2 separate regions of the Sus scrofa genome follow, and region 2 is linked to region 1. A link is a contact called in public Hi-C data. All regions are on one chromosome and are shown on one strand. Each heading gives the region's core, a stretch centred on a gene start, on an enhancer-like site or on the middle of the called end of the contact. The rest is flanking DNA. Distances are from core to core; before and after follow the strand shown.

Evidence for each region. A called contact is a pair of places that touch in the nucleus more often than the background predicts.
Region 2: a contact with region 1 is called in a Hi-C map of skeletal muscle, with 3 times the contacts expected there. The contact joins the promoter of MPHOSPH9 here to the promoter of TCTN2 in region 1. A contact is called at or near these places in 1 of 47 Hi-C or Micro-C datasets (skeletal muscle) and 1 of 2 datasets of contacts at active chromatin or transcription factors (alveolar macrophages).

What each region holds. Positions count from the first base shown.
Region 1 is chr14:29,330,173-29,335,487 of Sscrofa11.1, reverse strand. It overlaps TCTN2 (tectonic-2), which reads left to right and starts at 2,425. Exons shown (of 18, transcript XM_021072256.1): 1 at 2,425-2,964; 2 at 3,180-3,287; 3 at 3,693-3,781; 4 at 4,792-4,987. The coding sequence starts at 2,811.
Region 2 is chr14:29,655,075-29,660,614 of Sscrofa11.1, reverse strand. MPHOSPH9 (M-phase phosphoprotein 9) reads right to left here and starts at 1,587. Exons shown (of 24, transcript XM_021074060.1): 1 at 1,404-1,587. C14H12orf65 (probable peptide chain release factor C12orf65 homolog, mitochondrial) reads left to right here and starts at 1,709. Exons shown (of 4, transcript XM_001928287.6): 1 at 1,709-1,859.

The sequences.
Region 1 (5,315 bases), core at 1,176-3,675:
AAACTACACAAAAATATTGTTATAAGTATTATACAATTATAGATTAGTATGAAGTTTTTAATATACAATTTCTAAGTATGAAAGATTTAGAATAAAGATTTAAATGTTTGCTTGTAATTTTATGTTGCGAGCAATATTAACAAAACTTCAATTATTTGGTATTTTCATTGGATAGAGCAGGCCAATTTTAAGGTGTATTTATACTTTGGTGTCAGAAAAATGGGATACTTTTTTAATCTTGTAATAGTTTTAAAGCCATGAAATTCTCTTACAGGGTAAATAATGAAATAGTTGTTAACTATCTAGCCTGCTATTCTAAAGGCAGTCGCTTAGGCTTTATCTGCAAAAGGATTAATGCTCTGTTTTAAAAAAAAAAATTGATTATTTTGTTTATTTCAAATAATCCAAACATGATTTGTAAAAGTATCAGTAGTTCCTCAAAGAGAGCATGAGATTTCCAGATCCTACTTCTTGCTGTGGCACAGTGGGTTAAGAATCCCACTGCAGGAGTTCCCGTCTTGGCTCAGTGGTTAATGAATCTGAAGTTGCAGGTTTGATCCCTGGCCTCGCTCGGTTGGTTAAGAATCTGGCATTGCCCTGAGCTGTGGCGTAGGCCGGCAGCAACAGTTCCGAGTCTACCTCTACCCTGGGAACCTCCATGTGCCACAGGTGTGGCCCTAAAAAGACAAAAAAAAAAAAAAAAAAAAAAAAAAATCCCATTGCAAAGGCTTGAGTGACTTCTGAGAAACCGGTTCTATCCCCTGCCTGGTGCAGTGGGTTAAAGGATCTGGTAGCGGCCTCAGACGCCATCCCTAGCACAGGAACCTTACATGGATGTAGCCATAAAAATAAGTAAATAAATAGATAAATAGTAAGTTTCCATTGTGGCTCAGCGGTAACCAGCTCTACTGACGGGGGATCAATGGGTTAAGGATCCCTCTTGCTGAGAGCTGTGGTGTAGGTGGCAGAGGCAGCTGGATCCCAGGTTGCTGGGGCGTAGGCCGGTAGCTGCAGCTCTGATTGGACCCCTAGCTGGGGCACTTCCATGTGCCATGGATGTGGCCCTAAAAAGACCAAAAATAAATCAGTAAATAGAAACAATTCTATAATTATAGAATTATAGCACTGCAGGCCAGCTTTTTGTTCCTCCACCTAAAAACTCCATAAAAATCAAGCTTATTATGCAAAGCAATGAAACTAGAACACACCCTCACACCATGCACAAAAATAAACTCCAAATGGCTGAAAGGCTTACATATACGACAGGACACCATCAAACTCCTAGAAGAAAACATAGGCAAAACACTCTCTGACATCAACATCATGAATATTTTCTCAGGTCAGTCTCCCAAAGCAATAGAAATTAGAGCAAAAATAAACCCATGGGACCTCATCAAACTGAAAAGCTTTTGCACAGCAAAGGAAACCAAAAAGAAAACAAAAAGACAACTTACAGAATGGGAGAAAATAGTTTCAAATGATGCAACTGACAAGGGCTTAATCTCTAGAATATATAAGCAACTTATACAACTCAACAGCAAAAAAAAACAATCAATCAATGGAAAAATGGGCAAAAGACCTGAAGAGACATTTCTCCAAAGAAGATATACAGATGGCCAACAAACACATGAAAAAATGCTCAACATCGCTGATTATAAGAGAAATGCAAATCAAAACTACCATGAGATACCACCTCACACCAGTCAGAATGGCCATCATTAATAAATCCACAAATAACAAGTGCTGGAGGGACTGTGGAGAAAAGGGAACCCTCCTGCACTGCTGGTGGGAATGTAAACTGGTACAGCCACTATGGAGAACAGTTTGGAGATAACTTAGAAATCTATACATAGAACTTCCATATGACCCTGCAATCCCACTCTTGGGCATCTATCCGGACAAAACTCTACTTAAAAGAGACACATGCACCCGCATGTTCATTGCAGCACTATTCACAATAGCCAAGACATGGAAACAACCCAAATGTCCATCGACAGAGGATTGGATTCGGAAGATGTGGTATATATACACAATGGAATACTACTCAGCCATAAAAAAGGATGACATAATGCCATTTGCAGCAACATGGATGGAACTAGAGAATCTCATCCTGAGTGAAATGAGCCAGAAAGACAAAGACAAATACCATATGATATCACTTATAACTGGAATCTAATATCCAGCACAAATGAACATCTCAGAAAAGAAAATCATGGACTTGGAGAAGAGACTTGTGGTTGCCTGATGGGAGGGGGAGGGAGTGGGAGGGATCGGGAGCTTGGGCTTATCAGACACAACTTAGAATAGATTTACAAGGAGATTCTGCTGAATAGCATTGAGAACTATGTCTAGATACTCATGTCGCAACAGAAGAAAGGGTGGGGGAAAAACTGTAATTGTAATGTATACAAGTAAGGATAACCTGACCCCCTTGCTGTACAGTGGGAAAATAAAAAAAAAATTTTTAAAAATCAAGCTTATTAAGGTTCTTGTTTAGCATCCAATACCTGTAGGGTAGCTCTTGCAGTATTACTGAATTAGCTCTGGGTGGGGGAATTCCCGGTTTCAAATTGGAGGCGCACGGCTACGGTTCTGTGATCCTTTCCGTGGATCCTTTACGTCCTCAAGCCGGGAGGACGTAAGGCCTGTGGGTGGGCCCGGGACGCTGCGGCCGGATTTGGGGGCGGGCTTTCCCTACGGCTATTCCAATCACGAAGCTCCGCTCCGTCAGGCCGGAGGCCAATTGGTGGTTGCCATAGCTCCGGGCGCGCTTGACAAGATGGTGGTAGCGAGGCAGTCAGGGCGGAGTTATGGCGTTCCAGAGTTTCCAGGCTTCTAAGGCCGGCGCGGTCCTGTGTTGCCGGCCACGGGAGATCCCAGGCATGCGCTTGCCGCCGCCAGTCTCTCTGCTCTTGGGGTTTCTCCTTCTGCAGGGAGTCTTCAGTCCGCTCTGGGGGGACCTGGGTGCGTAAGGCTGCGTAGGGGGCCAGCGGGACTGGGGCTGAGGGTGAGGACGAGGGTTTTGAGGCCTGATTTGGGTCTCCTCCCGGAGCTCTGGAAAACACTGCCTAAGAAAGTCACCACTCAGCGTAGGCAGCGACTCTGCAACTATTAACTCTTCCCTGTCCCTTTCGACTCTGCAACTATTAACTCTTCCCTGTCCCTTTCTCTCCACCTAGTTTTCATCCCTCCTGTCATCCGCATGTCTGGCCCTGCGGTCAGCGCGTCCCTGGTCGGAGGCACCGAGGATGTGACCGTGTCACTGACTCTGCTGCAGGACGAGATGGGTAAAGAGTCCGGCCCTTCCTGTAGGGAGGGAGGAGATTGGGACCAGGGCCAGGCCGCCCAAGAAGCTTAGTCCTCAGGGTTCCTGGCCTCTCTGACCGCTGAAAAGTTGGGATGAGCGGCTGCTGTGGACCAGAGGACCAAAAGACAGATTCAGTAAACGAAAACTTGAAATCATACTAGTTAGCATTCATTGTGCTATCTCCAGGTCTTAAATGCATTACTTCATTTTTCTCATATGAACAGTAGTATCTTTTAATCCCATTTAACACGTGAAGAAACTGAAGTTCAGAGAGTTTGTTGCTTGTCCAAAGCCACACAGCTTCCATCCTAGAAGCCTGATTCAGGAGTGCACCCCCTTAGTTGCCGGACAATACTGCCTTGCTTTCTAATCTTCTCTCCCGTAGGATTATTCCCAGTTCCCGATTGTCGAATGCTAAGCAATGAGACTGGAAACTGGAGTTTGACTGTCACCCCCAGTATGGTAAGACCAGAGGTAAAAGCCTTTTCAGTAGCATCTGCAGAGGCCCATAATTAGAGTTCCTGCATGGCTTTCTTGGTTGGACAAGATGGATCTTTCTCAGTGCTTGGAACTACCATGAAACTGTGGGCTATCAGATCACCTAGACACCTATCCAGCCCAGAGGTTCTTAGGAGTTTTTGAGTTAGTTTCAAAAAGTCTGTGAGGAGTTCCTGCTGTGATGCAGGGGGATTGGCAGTGTCTCTGAAGCACAGGAATGCAGGGTCCATCCTTGACCCAGCACAGTGGATTAAGGATCTGCCGCAGCTTGGATCTGATACCTGACTTGGAAATCCATATGCTTCTGGGGTGACACACACACACACACACACACACACACAAAAGAGGAAGTCTGTGAACACTCTGAAATTGTGTTTAAAATTGTGTGTGTGTGCACACTTGCATGCACATTTTTTTCTGATAAGGGTTGCCAGCTTCCATGAGATTATCAAATGGATCTGTGACCCAAAAGAGCTTCATACACCATTGATCTCACCTAAATCTGAGCTTATGTGTAAGGACACTTGAGCCTAGAGATATCAAATATTTTACATTTAATGAATGTTTTATTCAGTGCCCAGTGTGTGTAAAGTATCAACTTCAGGGATAAAGGCTGAGAAAGGCAGACTTTGCACCCCAGGAACCAGGTCTGTTTTCACGGACATTTTTTGTATTACATCTTCTGCTGGTAGCGTCTAGTACCTTTATAGGTGCTAGACAAACTGAGTTAACTTATCACACTTGTGTTCAGCTTTCTCTGAATACCTGAAAATTGCTTACTTTTATGTTAAGTTGAGGATTAGGAATCAGGGCTTGATATTGCCATAGGTTTACGTGGTAGAATTGAACAGAATGACGTCATCCTTGTGTACAGTTTTCCTTTTGTAAAATGAACCGAGGCTGATCGCAGTTTCCATTGTGTGCCCTTATAATTATAGATGCTGTTTTGAGTCACTATAAAAAATACAGCAATATTTTCCTTTCAGAATTCATTGGAAGTGACAGTGAGGTTGAAGAGAGATCTGCAGTCCTGTTCCTCTAATGAGACAGCTTCTTTCTCAGAGTCCCCGTGCATTGTCCAGACTCTTCTGGTTTCAGCCTCACGTAATTCGTCCTGTTTAGCACATCTACTCATTCAAGCAGAAATTTATGCCAACTCCTCTCTGGCCCATAATGCATCAGGCAAGTAAAATCTCTGACTATCAAAACCTTTACTGCAAACATTATCCGATTGTAAGTATACGCCATGTAATTTGTGTGCTTTACTCATGAATCTGTCTTGCTTTCCTATGCTTATTTTCCTTTTGTTTAATTTTAAAAGTTTCCACTTTGAATTATTTTACTTTAAGATTCATTGTATCTTGATCTGTTGTTTATATCTTTGTAAGCCACCTTAAATCCTTTTTGAGAGAAAGTCAAGTTTGTTTCCTTTTATTGATTCCTGTGACTAAATCTCAAAAGGAAGGGAAAGACTCATGAATGAGTTTACAGAAAACCAGCAGATTTTCAA
Region 2 (5,540 bases), core at 338-2,837, 330 kb before region 1:
TTCTGGTTCCTCTAGGTTCCCACTTTCTAGGGCCCGGTTTGACAAAGCAACCTTGAAAACATCAGCTCATAAAGGAATCATTTCCTTCAGGGACAGGTGTGAAAGCCAAGGGTAACCGGACCTAGCTAAATGATTTCTCCCCAGTGACTCAGCCCATCACCAACGACAAATGGGGTATTGAAAAAGTCAGAGGCTGCACCTTCCATCTGGCAACGAAAATACCGGAATTCAAATCACCTTGCTCTTCTAGCAGGAAAACACAAGCTCTCCAGGGAGGTGCATCTGCATGCAAATGATACCCCATCAATTATTTCCCCCACTGAGTTAATCCGGATGCAGTAGATGCAGATGGAAAACCATGTGAAATGCGATGAGGCTTCCCCAGTTTGGGGGGTGGGGGGAAAGAGCTGGGTGACAGCAGAGATAAATTTTTAAAAAACTGATATAGGAGTTCCCTTCGTGGCTCAGCGGAAAGGAATCTGACTAGGAACTGTGAGAACGCAGGTTCGATCCCTGGCCTTGTTAAGTGCGTTTAGGATCCGGACATACGGTGTAGGTCGCAGACGGGGCTCGGATCTGGCCTGGCTGTGGCTGTAGCCTAGGCCAGTGGCTGCAGCTCCAATTCGACCCCTAGCCTGGGAAACTCCGTATGCGGTGGGTACGGCCCTAAAAAGATAAAAAACCGATACACAATGCAAAATTTTAAAAAGCTGCTGGAGAATGTATATAAGAACTGAGACATTTTTGTATCTTCCAGCAACAAAATATGATGCTTTTGATGTCTCCAGCTCCTAGCAAAAAAAAGGAGTTAACGGGGAAAAGAACAACTGATTCACTGAGAATATGTTAACGAGGCGTTCTGCTTTGTTGGGAACCTGAGAAGGGGGACGGAAGGGATGATTTCAGGTTTTGAGGCCAGATCCTGACATTCTCGTGCTCACAGACGCACCGCAACTGCTGCTGGCGGCTCTCGGATTAAAGTAGGAAGGCGAGGGAGGACCCACGCAGTCGCCTCAACTGTAGACAGTAGAGAGGCCAGAGTTAAAGCCACTGCTCCAACCAATAAACTATAATTATAATCCCCCAAAAGTAAGCAGAGGAAGCTGAGCGGGGGGTGTGGGGGGAGAAAAGCGAAATCCCTCAAGCCCCCCGCCCCTCGGGAAGAGGTGCTCCGCGATTGGGCCGTGAGGATGTCACTCAAGGGCACAGAGTCTAGAAAAGGCTCACGTCCGCAGGCAAAGCCCCACACGCCCGCTGGTTTTGCTGCGGTGGTTTCTGCTGACCGTCGGCTACCCCCGCCCTAACCCATCAGCACACCCAAGGGTCCGCTGAGTTGGTGTCTTCGATATCGCGTCCCCTTTCCCCCGTGACTGGCAGCTCCCCTCAGGCCGGCGGCCGCTTACCTGGCCCCGGCTCTCACTGCTGATGTTACGATCGGGCGAGCGGCCTCTCGCGACCGTTAAACTCGAGGGAGCGTGCGCGCGCCAGACGTCTTAGATGCAATTGGCTGCCCGGAAGGGGGCGGAGACGGCCGAGCCGCGGCCAGCGCGTCGACTTCCAGAGGCCAGTCCCCCAACTCCCAAGGAAGTGGCTGTCGGATGCCTGAGAAAAGAGAGGGGGCGGGGCTGCTGTCAGGTCCTCTCATCTGATTGGCTCTCTGGGAACCTACTGCAGCTACGCGGGAAAGTAGCCTCTGTTTCCCGCATGCGCAGTTAGTAAGATGAAGGGACTCAGGTGAGCGGGGGCTGCGGCAGGAATACCGCGCGTGCGCAGGCCCGGGATCGCGTTTGCTTTCCCGGTCCTGCGATGATTCCGGTTCCTCCAGAACATTGGTGGCGGGAGGCCAGTCCTGAGGTCAGGTAAGCGTCTGCAGAGAAGCCAGGTACCACGATTGCCCACGATCGTCAGGGGCTCCTAGAGAGGACTGGGAACTAGTGCCCCTGAGTTTCCCAGTTCGCAACCCTGAATCGCTCAGCTCATTGACCTGAGGCCAGCCCAGACACCTGAGCTAAATTTTCCCTGAACCTGGTTTACCCTAGGCTGTGGGGATTGGCAAGGGCTCTTCTCGGACCTGAAGTGGGAGAGGAGGAGAGCCCACTTTTGTGGAGAAAACAGTTCCACCGAGGCCCGAGGGCACATGAGCGATGCTCATTTACTCTTTAGGCAGAGCCTTAGGGAGCTGTTAGTGCGCAGCAGGGCTTATTTCAGGCATGGTGGGTGTTCTGCTCTTGCCAGTCCTTTGAAAGGACCAAGGAGAACCCGCATCCCTCCCCGTGGGCCCCCAGCCCGTCTTACACGCGCTGTTCAGTTCTTATTCTTCAGACGAAAGGTTCTTAACCTTTAAGGTACTTCTAGCTGTTAGATTTCCCTTCAGGTGACCTGAGCACACAAGAAAGGGACTTTGCTAGCCCTGTCGTTGAGAAGCCAGGATGGAGAAGATATTTGCCCTTGGAATAGCAAATCTGTGAAGAGACCTTCCATCTGATCTGAGCCTCTTAAGAATACCTAGAATTTTGTTTCAACAGTAAAAATTCAGTCTACCCGAAACTCCATGTGTGAAACATTTCAAGTTTAAATAAATGAAATCCTCCCTCCCCAGTTGTGTAAATCCCCAATCAGTACTGTATGTGTAATACTTAACCAAAATTTAAAAAAAAAAAAATTTTTTTTTTTCTAGCTTACTGCTTGTAGCAGCTTGAAGTAAGATCTCAGCTTCCAGACCAGGGATTGAACCCCAGGCGGTGAATGAGCCAAATTCTAGCCACTAGACCTCCAAGGAACTCCCAAATCAAATTATTTTTAAGCACATGGCTTTCTTTTCAGTGACCATGTTTCAAGCCCCCCCCCCACAAAAGTTTTATCACTAATTTCAGTTGGTTACAAAATTTCTATTTGAGAATTTTGCACTCACAGAAAGATGGGAACGGGAATTCCTGAGACAGTTCTAGGCAGAGGGAGGTATGTTTTCTTGCAAGAAAAATGTTAAGTCCAAAATCAAGTAACGGGGGAGTTCCTGTTGTGGCTCAGCAGTAACAAACCTGACTAATATCCATGAGGATGCATATTTGATCTCTGGCCTCACTCAGTGGGTTAAGGATCCAGCGTTGCCGTTAGCTGCAGTGTAGATTGCACTCTGCTGGGATCCCACGTGGCTGTGGCTGTGGCTGTGGTGTAGGACGGCAGGTACAGCTCCAGTTTGACCTCTAGCCTGGAAACCTGTATGCAGAGGGTGAGGCCCTAAAAAGCCAAAAAAAAAAAAAAAAAAAAAAAAAATCGAGTAATGTAGATTAACAATACAGGAGACAGGAGATCATTGCTTTTTGCTACAAAATCAAATGGACTTTGTTTAGTTTGAGTGTGTTTTTGTTTTTTGTATTTGGCAGTGTGCTTTTATTATTATAGTTGTGGGTTTGTTTGTTTGTTTTTTGTCCTTTTTTAGGGGCACATCTGCAGCATATGGAGGTTCCCAGGCTAGGGGTCAAATGGGAGCTGTTGCTGCCAGCCTACGCCAGAGCCACAGCAACACCAGATCCGAGCCCCCATCTGTGACCTACACCACAGCTCACAGCAGTGCCAGATCCTTAACTCACTGAGCAAGGCCAGGGATCGAACCCACAACCTCATGGTTCCTAGTCAGATTCATTTCCGCTACGCCACGACGGGAGCTCCTGGCAGTGTGATTTTAGATAACTTTCCAAAAAAATCTGTTAATGTCTTAATAAGCCAACATGTTCAGGAGCTAGTATTCTGATTAATGGAGTTATTAACCAACTGATGTGAAATATTTTGGTAAGGTTATGCACACCATATTTTTTTTTTTTTTTGTCACACACCATATTTTTTTAATTTAGGTTAAGCTCTTTGGTAGGGTCTTAATATTTCTAAATTCATAGTGGGAATTGACTTTTGCAAATAAGACTATAGCAAAGCTTTGTAAAAACAGCTAATGAGGGAGTTCTCCGTGGTAGTATAGCAGGTTAAAAGTCCGGCATTGTCACTGCAGTGGCTTGGGTTCGATCCCTGACCCGAGAACTTCTGCATACCGAAGTCTCGGCCAACAGATAAAAAATAAAGTCCATGGAAATTATTTCTGAATATAGAAAACAGAAGTAGAAGTCTTCAGAAATTCAAGTATGTATTGAGTATAATAATGATTCATCTAATTTACCCTCCCCCTCCCTGTCCTCATACTGGAGATTTTGCATTACTTGTACGCAAGATTACACCACTATTTTATGGCCTTTTATAAGGGTATGATCACCATATGATTTTATAACATCATATTCCCCAAGTATTTCTCTTTTGCCATGAAGGCTTCAAGTTGACACTTTCACTCTGATTAGGTTAAGACTGGGCTATTAAGTAATAGTAGCCACTTATGGCCTGAGGCATTTCATGTCTGTTAACCAGGGTGTTACTTTGTGTCATTTATTTTTATATCCAAACAGCTTGTCATTGGTAGGGGTTTGGGGAGGGCAGTTCTCCAAGCAAAAATGAGGAACTCTGAAACTTAGTTCAACCATTAAACATGAAAGGAAATGTTCAGGTATATCTTTAAGTATGACTTTTTTCATCTTTCCTGTCCTTCGTGATTTTTCCAACTATATTGGATAATTCTTAAAGATCTCTATATTTAAACCAGGACTTGCTTTGATGAAGGTAGTTTTTAATCTTTCAATTTGAACTTTCTGGGAAGTCAGGCTGTATTCTTGGCATCATAATTATCTCTTTGGTACCTGATTTCATAGACCACAATTGTGACCTCACCAAACAGCATGTCTTCAGTAATTCCGTGGTTTCCAAGTATTTTTTTCTTTTTAGAGCCACATCTTTGGCATATGGAAGTTCCCAGGATAGGGATCAAATCAGAGCTGCAACTGCCAGTCTACACCACAGCCACAGCAATGCAGGATCTGAGCCGTGTCTTCAACCTTCACCCCAACTCACAGCAATGCCAGATCCTTAACCCACTGAGCGAGGCCAGGAATCAAACCGGAGTCTTCATGGATACTAGTCGGGTTTGCTACCACTGAACCACAATGGGAACTCCCAAGTATTTCTTAAACTGGACCATACCAAGTAAAATAGTTTGCAGGTCATGTTCTATATACCTTTTCACTCTGAGCTTCTAAAATAAAAGTCCATGAAATAATCAGTTTTCAGATTGGGCTTATGGGGTAAGACCATGGTTTATATGGTATGTTAGCCAAAGGTTCCTGAGCTTTGTAGTAAAGGATGCCAAGGCATTTTACTCTTGTGGCAGCATGTATCTTTTTCTTCTCTCCCAGGGTGGTATTGCCTCCACTTGACAGATGCAGAAATGCAGCCAGAGTTGCACAGTGAGTCAATTGTGGAGTTGATGTTGACACAGGTCACGCTGACTATAAAGCAGCATGGACTTTCAGGGGCAAAACAGTAAGAGGAGCAAAATAGCATGGACTTTCACGGGCAAAACAAGAATAGAAAGTTGAAGGAGTTCCCTGGTGGTCTAGTAGTTAGGACTCGGCACTTCACCACTGCAGCCTGGATTCAATCCCCAG